Regions from separate parts of the Bos taurus genome. Here region 2 is linked to region 1. Evidence: chromatin contacts called from public Hi-C data. All regions are on one chromosome and are shown on one strand. The core of a region is the stretch at or near the end of the contact, and the rest is flanking DNA. Distances in the headings are between cores, read along the strand shown.

What was found. Hi-C and Micro-C count contacts between places; a contact is called where the count stands out from the background.
Region 2: a Hi-C map of liver shows a contact between it and region 1, with 1.9 times the contacts expected there. The contact joins the promoter of C8A here to the enhancer-like site in region 1. A contact is called at or near these places in 2 of 11 Hi-C or Micro-C datasets (liver and skeletal muscle).

The regions. Positions count from the first base shown.
Region 1 is chr3:89,228,325-89,234,559 of ARS-UCD2.0, reverse strand. C8A (complement C8 alpha chain) reads left to right here. Exons shown (of 11, transcript NM_001046285.1): 8 at 4,516-4,647; 9 at 5,775-5,932. Among named protein-coding and RNA genes, the nearest start is that of C8A, 60 kb to the left of the region's middle. Within about 2 kb of position 3,394, at least 1 of the 102 cell types and tissues checked has an H3K27ac peak or open chromatin away from gene starts, as enhancers often do. A contact at or near this core is called in liver, where this site is marked.
Region 2 is chr3:89,288,871-89,295,105 of ARS-UCD2.0, reverse strand. C8A (complement C8 alpha chain) reads left to right here and starts at 3,406. Exons shown (of 11, transcript NM_001046285.1): 1 at 3,406-3,550. The coding sequence starts at 3,474.

The DNA.
Region 1 (6,235 bases), core at 2,145-4,644:
ATGGCAGAGCCTGGTGGGCTGCCATCTATGGAGTCACACAGAGTCGGACACGACTGAAGTGACTTAGCAGCATCACCCTCTCCCTCTGCCTCTGGTAAACACAATTCTGTGCTCTGTTTCTGTGAGTTTGACCGCTATACATACTTCACACTAAGTAGAATCATGCAGTTCTGGTCTTTCTGTGACCGGCTTCTTAGCATAACGTCCTCAGGGTTCAGCCATGGTGTTGCACACAGCAGGATTTCCTTTTTTTCAAAGGCTGCGTGGTGTCCAGTGAATGTCTCATTTTCTTATTTCCTTTGAAAAGTGTGGCTCCCAAAACGTGGCTCCAGGTTCTGGGTTTCTCTAACCTGTGCAGAAGGAGTGAGGTTATCACTGCCTTTCCTCTATTGATTATAATTTTCACTTGGCATCACTGCTCTACTGAGCTGGAAGTTATCTAATACGCTTAGGCCTTTTCTCTGGTTTTCCTGCTAAGCTGACTCTATCCCTTACTGTGCTCACGTACTTGGTATTTTATCTCCAGGACAGGATCTTGTAACTTTCCAGTCTGAATCTCACTTCTCATGCTTGGTCTGTCTGTCTGTTCATCAGCCTTTTGAGGGCTTTTTGGATCCTGGTTCATTTTCTAGTTCCTTCTGCCTGGGCAGATACAATGAGCCTGGCTGCTAGGTCCTTATTTAAGGGATTAACTAGGACAGGGCAGAGGCCAGCTTGCTGTGACAGGTCACCGGAGGTTCTCTGTAGGACGAGGGTACTTAATATCTGATCCCAGATGCACTGCATAGGTTTCATACGAGATACTCGTTTAAAATATCATTTGCTGATTACTCTGAAATACAGAATCAGAATCGAGAGAAGTGGAGACCTGGAACCTGTTTTTAATAAGCACTCCAGAAGATCTCACTATGTACCCAGGTTCAGCAAGCATCAACTCCAATTCACTGAGTTCAAAAGCCCAAAGCAAATGCCAGTTTGATGTGGTCCAGAGCTGACATCTAAGGAGTCAGGCTGCTGAGGTGGGGTGGAGCCCCGGCAGAGCACCGCCTGGTCCTGCAGTCTGTCCACCCACGCCACGCGCCCATCTGGGCAAGTGTTACTCAGTCGTGCTGGACATATTTCTGCTCTTCCCCTCACCCCCTCCTCTGCTCTTTGCATCTGTCACTCTGGCTTTGTGTCTTAGCTTCAATACCAGCCTCAAGTCCTGGATTTGGGCATCACATTTGACCTCCCCCGGCCCCTATCCCAGCTTACTGGTCTTGGTTTTCCATGGGTGCTCTCTAGACAGCTCTGACTTGCAGTCCCCATGACTTCTGGCAAGAGACTCCTCTTCTAGTCCTGGTGTATTGAAATGAGCAACTCTCAGATCCAAGTGAGTCTTCACTGACTATATGGCCCACATCTGCTAGCTTCTCAAGGCCAGGACCTTACTCGTTCAGATTGGCATCATATTTATATCAGTTTTATCCTCAGAGTGTCTACCTTGTCCAACATATAGTATGCCTGGGATGGTAATAGTAGATGCTTACTAAAATTTTCAGCAGACTTTATTCTGATGAAATAACTGGAATTAGTGAAAGTACCACTAATTCTTCTGAGCACGACAGACGTGTTTGAATCTCAGCTCCACTGTTCTTTTTAACTATGTTGTCTTAGGCAAGACAATTAACCTTTATGAACCAAGCATGTCACAGCTAAACATGAGACATGTCAGGTAGGTGACTAAGGATACTTTTAGCCCTCACGCTGTGTGGTTCTTAAGTCGCAGACCTCCCCTTGCTGGCTGGTACCCTCCTTCAGGGTCCTCAGGAGGCAATTCTTTGCAATCAAGCCTTACTGTAGAATTCGGTTCTCCCAGAAGTGCCTGGCAAGCTGTCGGCAGACCCTTCAGGAGCATAATCACTGCACAGGCATCTCCCAGCCCCCACTAATCAGCCCGTCCTGTCACTTCACTCAGCAGCACTCCACCACTCACCTAAGTAATCACTCTGGCTTCTGCCCATGAATTCCTTTCATCCACTTTTGTTTATCACTGTTGAAGCAGTTTTTAATCAAAACAATTAAATATGCTAAATCTTCCTCAATTAGTAGTGCATTAAAAATTAAAAGTACTTGAACGGAAATGGCAGAAGAAGCCGTTCGCTTGGTGCTGAGTGCTAGTGCTTAAAGGATCCCTTCTCCTAGAAACTCTCAGCTCAGAGTTATTCAGAAACCACTGCGCACAGAGGCTCAGAGGGCCTCGGCTAAGAGAGGCCTGGGGATGAGCAAGTCTAACTCCTTCTCTCCATACATGGGAAACTGAGACCCCGTGAGATTGGGGACCTTTTCTAAGTTCATACAGGGTGTCAGGGACTGGGATGTGTTTTGTTTCACTTTAAAAAAAAATAAAATTTGTATATATTTAAAGTATACAGTATAATGATTATATATATATATATATATATATATATATGAAGTGATTATTACAGTCAAGCTAATTAACACATATTCTCCTCACATAGTCAGGTGTGTGTGTGTGTGTGTGTGTGTGTGTGTGGTAAGATGATAAGAGTACTCGCAATCTATTCCCTTTGCAAATTTCCAGTTTTCAATATAGTATTATTAACTAGAGTCACCAGGCTGTATATTAGCTCTCTAGGTTTATTTCTCCGACACAACTGCAACCTCGTGCAGAATCTCCCCTTTTGCCAACCACCTCCTTGTCCTGGGAAACCACCACTCTACTCTCTGCTTCAATATATGTGACTTTTGTAGAGCTCATGTATAAGTACGATTGTAAAGTTTTTTTTCTTTTTGTGTAAGATTTATTTCATTTAGTATAATGTCCTCTAGTTTCATCCACATTGTCCCAAATTTCTTTACATTTTAAGGTAGGATCTCTTTATATGGGATATATCTATAGGGTGTGTGTGTGTGTATATATATATATATATATGTCATACATATATATACACATATATATGGGCTATATAGAGGATATACATATGTATACAGTTTTTAATATATAATAATTACATATAATATATATTATAATTATATTATATATACTAATACATATAAGTATGTATCATACATTATTTATATGTAAGTATATAACTTATAATTTATATAATTATAATGATTATATATGTTATAATGATTATATATGTTATAATTATATATAACTATTTGATTATTATTAATTATATAATATGTATATAATTATTCTATATGATTTCTTTGTCCATTCATCTAAGTGACTGGGATTTGAATTCATGATTCCTGGCTTCTAAGATTCTTTCCATCAGAAGCTGTTACGAAACAATTCTTGGCATTCATTTTCATTCATCAATCATTTATCCTAAGAGTATTTATGGAGATCCTCCTCCATGGCAGACTGACAGAGCGGTAAATAAGATGTCAGTGCTTGACCTCATGGAGTTTAGTTTCATGGGAATGCCAGCAAGTAAACTTGCTGCCCAAAACTCCCTTGAAAATATTGAATCTAATCTTTAGTTTAACTGAATTACAACCTAAATGATCTTTCCTTTTTGATTGCCAGGATAATACACTGACTAGTTATAATTATTTATAGTTGCAGTGAAAAGCAATGATGTGCTGAAAATACAAACTCCGGTTCACAGGCTTCAGAAGACTTTGGCTACAGAGGAAGTTGAACCTTGTAGCAATGGTCAATATCTTGCTCCCGTCTGCTTTTCTAGCCTTATCTTGCCAGTTGACCAAGGGTTGGAAACCCCAATCTGTTCACCTACAGGCTGTGGGATTTGGGGCAAATTCCCTTTGAGAATTATGTTCTTCATTTGCAAAATGCAGATTCCTCAGCAGCTCCTCAGATATAGACAGAGGCAGCTAATGTGGGCCTCACAGTTCTCCTGGGGTCAGAGGTCAGGCAGCCTCCCCATGGAGATCTATCAATCTTCTGACAACACCTAGCCTCTCTGAGGGGCAAAGAGCACCTGGGCAAAAAGAATCAGGACACAAATGATCATTCAGGCCCGAACAAAGCACATGGGTATCTCTGAAGAAAGAGGGATGTGTTCTGATTCAAAAGTGCTTCACGGAAGAAATGGTGTTTAAATTGGAGCTCGTGTGGACTTCAGAATGACAGTGAAAAAGGAGAGAGGAAGGGGCAACATATGCAAGATTGGTGCCAATCATGGGCCAGGCACTGCACTAGGCACAGGGGTAAAGGAGATGGATCAGACAGAATCAGCTGCTCAAGGAGGCCCCGTGGAGAATGTGCAAAGGAAAAGGCACAAGCGCTTTTGACCAACTAGCACGTGCAATCCATAGTCCTTCTTATTTCAGGAATATTTGCACTGGGACCGTAGAGAAGAAAACACTGAAACTCAGGTAAAGAACAGGGATTTCAACCCAGATCTCATAGACTCTAAAATAGAAGCTAGTTTTCACTACTGTGAGCTGGTGAGCCATGAACTACTATTATGAGCTGGTTGTATATATTCACTGTCTTTTGTGTCTCAGCATTCTGTGTTTCTCTGCTTCCTGTTGCAGGTGTTACCAGCGCTGAAATCCAGAAATGCTTTGGAGTCTCTTTGGGCATTGAGTATGAGTATTCAGAGGCGATACAAATTAAAGGAAGTTCATCATTAGGACCCTGTAAAAAATCTGGAGATGGCAAACTAAGCAAGTATTAATAATGGGCTTCCCCCCAAAGAAGCCAGATTCCCCCTTGGACACCTAATCGAGGCATATATATTCTCCTTCCCAATTGATTCCATTTCAGTCGATGGTCGCAGTGTGTAACTGTTGTATACCCCAAACCAATGACCTGTAGTGACCCTATTTTGAATCCCAACATGGGCTGAGATCACCTTAGAAATGCCTGACTTCCTATTTGTACAATGTCCTAGATTTCAAGCACCAGACAAAGATCTGAGTAAGAGCTGGGAGGAAAGGCATGTGCAGACAGAATCTGGAAAGTTAAGTCCCATCAGGTACAGCTCAGAGGGAGGACACAAGTTTGCTGAGAGATAAAAATGTGGTTACCAAGTCCAAGTTCAAAGAATAGTTATTAGAGAAAAATTGTGCAAGAATACTTGATAACATCTCCTGCACAGGTCAGTATACATGCTCATGTATTCATTCATTCATTCAACATGTGCTGAGTCATTTTTTCCAGGTGGAAGACACAGAAGATGCAAGGATGCTGAAATAGATGTTTATAATAGATGGATGAGTAGATGAGGTTCAAGTTACTTCCACTGCACTGGGCTACTCACGTCTCAGGGTCTTAAGTCAAATACTTCACTCGGTCGCCTTTCCCTCCTCCCTCCATTTACCTGCCAAGATTTACCCATTCTTCTAGGTAACTGACTTCCTACCTGACCACCTCCCACTCCTACTGTAGATCCGACCACGTCTTTCTCTGAACCCCTACTGAGAAATCAGTTCTAGTATCTATAGTATTTGGCTGAAGCTATTTGGCATATGGTAAGCACCAAGCAAACATTTGGTCTGTAAATGAATACATGAATAAATCCATATTATCCATTTCTCCATCTTCTCCCTCCTCCATGTTGGGCTGAGCTGTCTTCCCAGGGCCTGCTCTAATCCAAAGGATGAGTCGATTTCCAAGTGTTGGTGCTTCTTTTCTGCCTTGTCCTGCTAGTTAACTGAGCAAGGTAGAAGACTAGGAGACAGCTCTAAGGAGAGCACTTAAACTCTGCTCCAAATCTTATTTAGTGGAGCTTGCCAACTGGCCCTCTGGCATCTAAGGAAATGCGCTAACGTGATTATTCTCTCGATGGTAGCTGAAAACGAGAAGGCCATGGGAGTGGAAGACTTCATTTCTCGGGTGCGCGGCGGCAGCTCTGGCTGGGGAGGCAGCTTGACCCAGGACAGCAGCCTCGTTACGTACCGCTCCTGGGGGAGGTCATTAAAGTATAATCCTGCTGTTATTGATTTTGAGGTAAGTCTTTTCGCAGCTGAAGAAACTCTAGGTCCACAAGGAATGAAAGTGAAGCAGACCAGATCATTTTATATTTCTTATTATGAGTCCATCAAAAAACAAGATTAAATGTAACGGCACGCTGAACTGGTGGCCTTACCCAAGCCTGGCTACAGGGATGCGTGACTCTATATGCAGGCCACAGGAGGGCTGGGGTCACAAGCTTACTATCTGGTTAGGGTCTAGTGTTATACTGGTAGTCCTAGAATTTCTTCAGGAGTAGTCCACCTTATAAAAAAAGCACTATTCTCATTTATACATAAA
Region 2 (6,235 bases), core at 2,157-4,656, 61 kb before region 1:
AGCTAGAAGACCCAGGTGTTAGCCCTGATACATTGCTTTAGTCATTGTGTGACCAGACCAAAAACTATCTGAGTTTTTAAAGCTGCACAAATAAACCCATGACTCTGAGACTCACCAGTTGTGCAACTGCAGGCAAAGTAGTTAACTACTCTGAAATTCAATATCCTCATTTGCAAAACAACACTGTTATTACTGGTCTTGCAAGATCATGTAAAGATTAAATACATTAAAGGAGATTTATAGAAAACACAGAAAGTGGTACTCTGTATCTCTTAGTTCTGTTTTCTACCTTAATCACTCTATCATTGACTCTCAGGATTCTCTTCAGAATAATGACATTTATCTGCAAAATTATATTGAGGACTAAATGAGAAAATGTGCCTGAAACTACCATGAAATTATAAAGTATTTTTAGTCCTTTGGTCAATCACTCAATATTTCTCAGGAAAGATTCAGTGGTCAATGATAAGGGCGACAACAAAGGAGAATCGGACAGAATTTACCCTCGAGAAACCTTCATTCTCAAGATATACAGCACTCTGTTGGAAGAACATAACATATGGCAAAAATGAAGAGTGCTGGTGATGTATTTGTGAGGTTCAAAGATAACAAGGAGACACCTTCCAGATGGGGCCATCAGCCAAGGCTCTATGATGGACCTGCTATTTGAGAAAACACTTGGCTGAAGAGTAGCAGATAATGGATAAAAGTCGTCCAGATGCAGCATGAGCAAGATCAGAGCAGTGAGAAAGTGTGAGAAAGGTGAGGGGAACCTAGACCGTAATGTGCAGGATAATTAGAGGGTTGTGGCTGATAAGGTTGCAAAGATGGATTGGGCTTTTATGGAGGAATTTGGACTTCTAACCTCAGGGGAAAATGGAGGAGCCACAGAAGGTCTTTGAGCAGGAGAGTGATGTTTTCAGATCCAGCTTTCCTGACGGTGAATCCAGCTGTAATGCATAGGGAGGGTTGGAGTGAGGTGAAACAGAGGCACCCTAGGAGTCTATAAGACAAGTTTAGGAGACAGCCAAGGCCCTGAAATGGATCAAAGGGAAAGTGAAGGAGAGAAACCTGGAGGGAAAATATTATAGGATTTAAGGAAGCAAGTTGGAGGTGTGGAATGTGAGAGAGGTTACCTGAAGTTAAGGAGGAATCCTGAGTGCCACTGAAGTCCTGGTTGAGGGGACTTGCACAGGGAAATGCCAAGAAGGAACTGATCTAACAAAACAGACAATATTACCTGCATACAAAAAGGAGAAGAAACTTCATCCACCAGGATTCCAGGGGTCAGGGAAGGGCAGACCATTCTTTTGGTGGTGTTTCCCAACCTTGGCACCATGACATCTGGGGCTAGAGAATTCTTTGTTGGGGGACCTGCCCTCTGCACTGTAGGATGCTTAGCACCCACAGGATGCCAGCCACATAACCTCCAAAGTTGTGACAACCATGAAAGTCCCTGGAAATTTCCAAATATTCCCTGAGAGGCAAAGTCATTGCCATTGAGACCCCTGTCGTAGGGAGAGGTCTGCTCCCCATGAGAATCGCTGCAGAAGTGTGGAAGGAAAATCTGAGCCACACGCCCCAGGGGGCTGATGACCTGGTTCAGACTCTGGACTTTGGATGGACCTGGAGGGAAGACAGAGGCACCGAGGGAGTTGGTGGAAAGAAGTGGATTCCAGGCGTGCCTCCCAGAGCTGCCCCTAGGGTGTCCAGATATAACACCTCCCATCACATCCACATGTCAGTAAAAGCATTATGAGGTATTAGTCATGGCTAGATTACTTGAGGAAAAAGTAAAAAAACAGAGTTTTCCAAATAGGTCAGAAGGATTGTAAAATTACAGCCAAGAGGACCCAGGAGTCAAAACAAAGACAGGGAGGAAGAGAGACACAGAAATCAGAGACTGGGCAGGTAGGGGACGGGGTGTGGTTTCTAGGGCCTGGAATAATTGGTATTCACCTCTGTCAAACTGCACCTTAATCTCTGAAGAACTAGAAATAATAACAACCGAGGACCTTGTTTAAATCTCCACAATTAAACCAGGTACAGATTTCTTAGGCATGCAAGCTATTCAGTACATTTTTTAAAAATAATTTTGAGATGAATAATGAGAGTACTGGCCAATCCTGCTAATGATAGAATCTGATGATTGCTGAGGATATCAAGACAGTTGTCTATTCCTGAACAGCTTAACTTCTCTGGATCTTCATTTCTTCAACTGCAAAATGAAATGAATCATTTCCATCTCATAAACTTAGTGTGAGGATTAAGTAAAATAAGACAAATGAAATGCCTGACACACGTTCAATTACTATCTTTCTATCTAACCATCTGTATGTAATTGATTTATGACTATGTCTGGACGAGTGAGAGAAGGTATGTAGACATGGTGTCATCAATCCAGTGTGTGGTTGTTGTTACAATTCTAGAGGATGTTTCTGGAGATGTCCATTTAAGGCATCTGGTTCCCTGAAGACACAAATATGCTAGAAATATTGTATGACACTTATATGTGGACTCTAAAAAAGAAATGATTCAAATGAACTTATTTACAAAACACAAACAGACTCACAGACTTAGAGAATAAATTTATGGTTGCCAAGAGGGAGGAATAGGGAGAAGGGAGAATTAGAGAGTTGGGGATAAATATGTACACACTACTATGTGTAAAATGGATAACCAACAAGGACCTACTGTATAGCAAGGGGAACTCTGCTCAATGTTACGTGGCAGCCTGTATGGGAGGGGAGTTTGGGGAAGAATGGATACATGTATATATATGGCTGAATCCCTTTGCTGTCTACCTGAAACTATCACAACATTGTTAACTGGCTATACTCCAATATTTTTTTTTAAAAAAAGGTAAAAAATAAAAACAAGATGGTAATGATACCCAATGTCTGGATGAGAGGTGGAAAGCCCATTCAATTACCCACATTTCTCAGACCCCAGATGTTTGGCAATACATTGGAGAACTTCCCCATGTAACCGGTAGCATTTCCTGTATTTTGCTGGCTGTTTATGGCTGAGTTGAAATGCCAGTATTAGCCTTATTTCAGTCTTATAAAACAAATTGATCTGACCTCAGAAATTCCAGGAGCTACTTGAAAAGATCATGAATTCTGGAGCTATATCTTGGTTTGGTTTTTGCCTCATTCTGAAAATAAGATCCCTCTGCTCAGCTGATATCGGTTATTATAAATATCCTCCTTTCCTCAACCATGTGTATATTGTTTTTCCAAAGATCTGAGGGGCAGTAGCCTTTGGTGTGTAGGATTTTAGGGAAGTTGGCTAATCAATACCCTAGTAAGTAATTAACCATATTTGAATGAGAATCAAGTGAGTTGTCTTTTTTTTTTTTTTTTTTAGTTTCAAACATTAGATAGATCCCAGACTGTAGATGTCTTTTATTCCAACTCCCTGAGTAGTTTTATTACTTTCTAGGTAATACAGGTTGGTAGCTCCTGGATGAGATGTTTGCTGCTGCTTTTTTCCTCTTATTTTTGATGACTTATCAGCCTGGGGTAACCATACAGGAGAAGGTGAACTGGTGAGTTGGCCAAAAGCTTCTGCAAAATTTGCAGTTTAAAGGGTTACTTAGCCGGGAAATGAGCTGCTGTCTTTTTTGCAACAGGCTGTTATAGGATGGAACTTTATTACTAATTCAGTGAAGGACTCCATGCTATTACTAATTCAGTGAAGGACTCCAGGTCAGTAAAAAGAGCATTCACTTGGTGTCAGATAGGCCTGTGTGCAAATCCAAGACTTAGGAGCTGGGTCATCTGGACTAAATCGCCTAATCTCTTTTCACTTGTTTCTCGACTGGTCAAATTAAAATGATAATACCTCTTCTGTAAGAGTTGCTTACCACAGTTCTGTGCTAAGTTGCTTCAGGCATGTCCAAGTCTTTGCGACCGCATGGACTGTAGCCCACCAAACTCTACTGTCCATGGAATTCTCCAGGCAAGAATACTGGTGTGGGCTGCCATTTCCTTCTCCAGGGGGTCTTCCCAACCCAGGGATCGAACCTGAATCTCTTTTGTCTCCTGCATTGTCAGGTCAGTTCTACCATTAGCTTAATGAACATGAAATAAGATCCTGGATATAAAATATATCCAACTTAATAAATGATAATTCTCTTGAATGATATTGAACAATTTAACTTCTGCTTGTCCATTTGTGAAGTATAAGAATACACATCTCATAGTGTTTGGGGGAGGATAAAATTAGATAAAGTATATAAAATTATCTTGGGAAACACAAGAGACTATAAAGATACTGAGTCATTTCATTCCAGAAAGTCAACCTTTTGCTCTGGAGTAATGAATGGATGAGATATTTATCTATGTATGCTGCATTTTATACTTTCCTTTTTCTTGAATATCCCAAACTGGCTTCATGTGTTTTTTTTTGTTGTTGTTGTTAATCTTAACATCAAGTATTTTGTAGTGCTTAAAGAGCCTCTTATTTTGCCTGTGGGATAGTTTTAAAGGAGTCCCTGTCTCCTAAACATTGAAAATTTCAACTAGAGCTATTTTATTAAAATTCTTGTTGGATGATTCAATTTTGAATCATTATTGCTTTTAAATGCTAAGCGAGAGATTTCCTTTAACTAACAACAGTTCAGAAGGGGGAAAGGCATTTTTACAAGCAGTTAATTTGCAACTTGTATTTCAAGCAAATACCATTTTGAAAAATCAGAAAATTCATCTCTAATAATTAGAAGATAAAAGGCCAGAGAACTGTGGTAAAGGAAATCTCTGCTGAGATACCCTTAATTATAAAAGCTTATCATTGTAATCCTTTTTGAAAATGAACAAAGAGTCTTGATGTTTGATGAACTTATCAAATAAGACAGACCAGTGAAGAGGCAAATTTGAAGTCAAGGCAAAAGAGAACCAATTAAATATGTTGCAAAGTGCTGAAGTAGGAAATCAAAGGTCTTGTGTCTAATGCCAGAGTGTCTGACCCTGGCTTTGCAAACGCAAAATTACATGGTGAAATAACTTGACTGGGTTCAAATTCTGGCACCAGCATGTACTATCTGTGTGATCTTAGGCAAGTTATTTAAGTTTTCTGGGCTGTAAAGTGGGAGACAAGTAACAGGAACAATTAAGTGCATAAAAGTACTTAAAATGACCCTTGGTACTTAATAAGCATTCAATGACAGCTGTTACCAGGGGTGTTCTGTGACTGTTATTGTCATTTTTTGGGGTATTTTCTTCTCTCCAATGGTTGATAAAAATGAGAATAAATTTGTAATGTGCCAATTAATATGCATCTTTTGGATTAGTCTGTGATTTCAAACTTTAAGAAAATTTAACAATGGCAAAATAAATAACTATTTTTCTCAAATAAAATCTTATATAAACACTAACATTGAAAACAGATGGTATATATTTACATTTTTAATGGCATACATTTACTTTTATAAGCTCATATTTACCATTATTATAAACAATACTGCCTGTGTGTTATTACACCATTACTATAAATTCTTAGAAAAACGGAATTGCTTGAGAAAAAATATTTTAAGATAATGTTGATGAAAAGACATTATAATATTCAGCTCAAAAATCATGACTCTCTTTTATGTGTTTTATACAAAAGATATATTTCAGCATGTGTGTTGCTTTAAAAAGTTAAAAGATTTTTTCCATCCTTTTAAGTTACTGAGATTTGTTTTACGACAAAGAATATGCTCTTAGTGAATATTTCACGGGCACTTCAAAGTGTGTTCTTATCTGTTGTTGGTGCAGTTTTAAGTCATTAAGCTGGTTGTTAAAGCTGCTCAAGTTTCACCTCCTTGTCTAACAATTACTGAGGGAAAGATGCTGCAATCCTCAACTATATTTTGCATTTATCTGTTTCTCCTTTTAGTTCTGTCAGTGTTTGCTTCATATATTTTGAAGCTCTCTTCTTATCTATCTATATACAGGTTTATCCACGATTTGCCCCTTTATCATTACAAAAGGCCTTCATATCCCTGGGTTGTGCATGGTGATTTTTTCCCCCAATATTTTAACTTATCTGACTCTTTATATTTTGCAGTATGACTCATGCAGATAACATATAGGTGGGTCTTACTTTATTATTGAGTCTAACAATCTCTGTCTTTTAATCATAGTATTTATACCACTTACATAAGATATAATTACTGATACTCATGGGTTTGGGTTTACCAATTTTCTATTTTGTTTTCTACTTGTCCCATCTGTTCTTTGTTTCTGTTTTT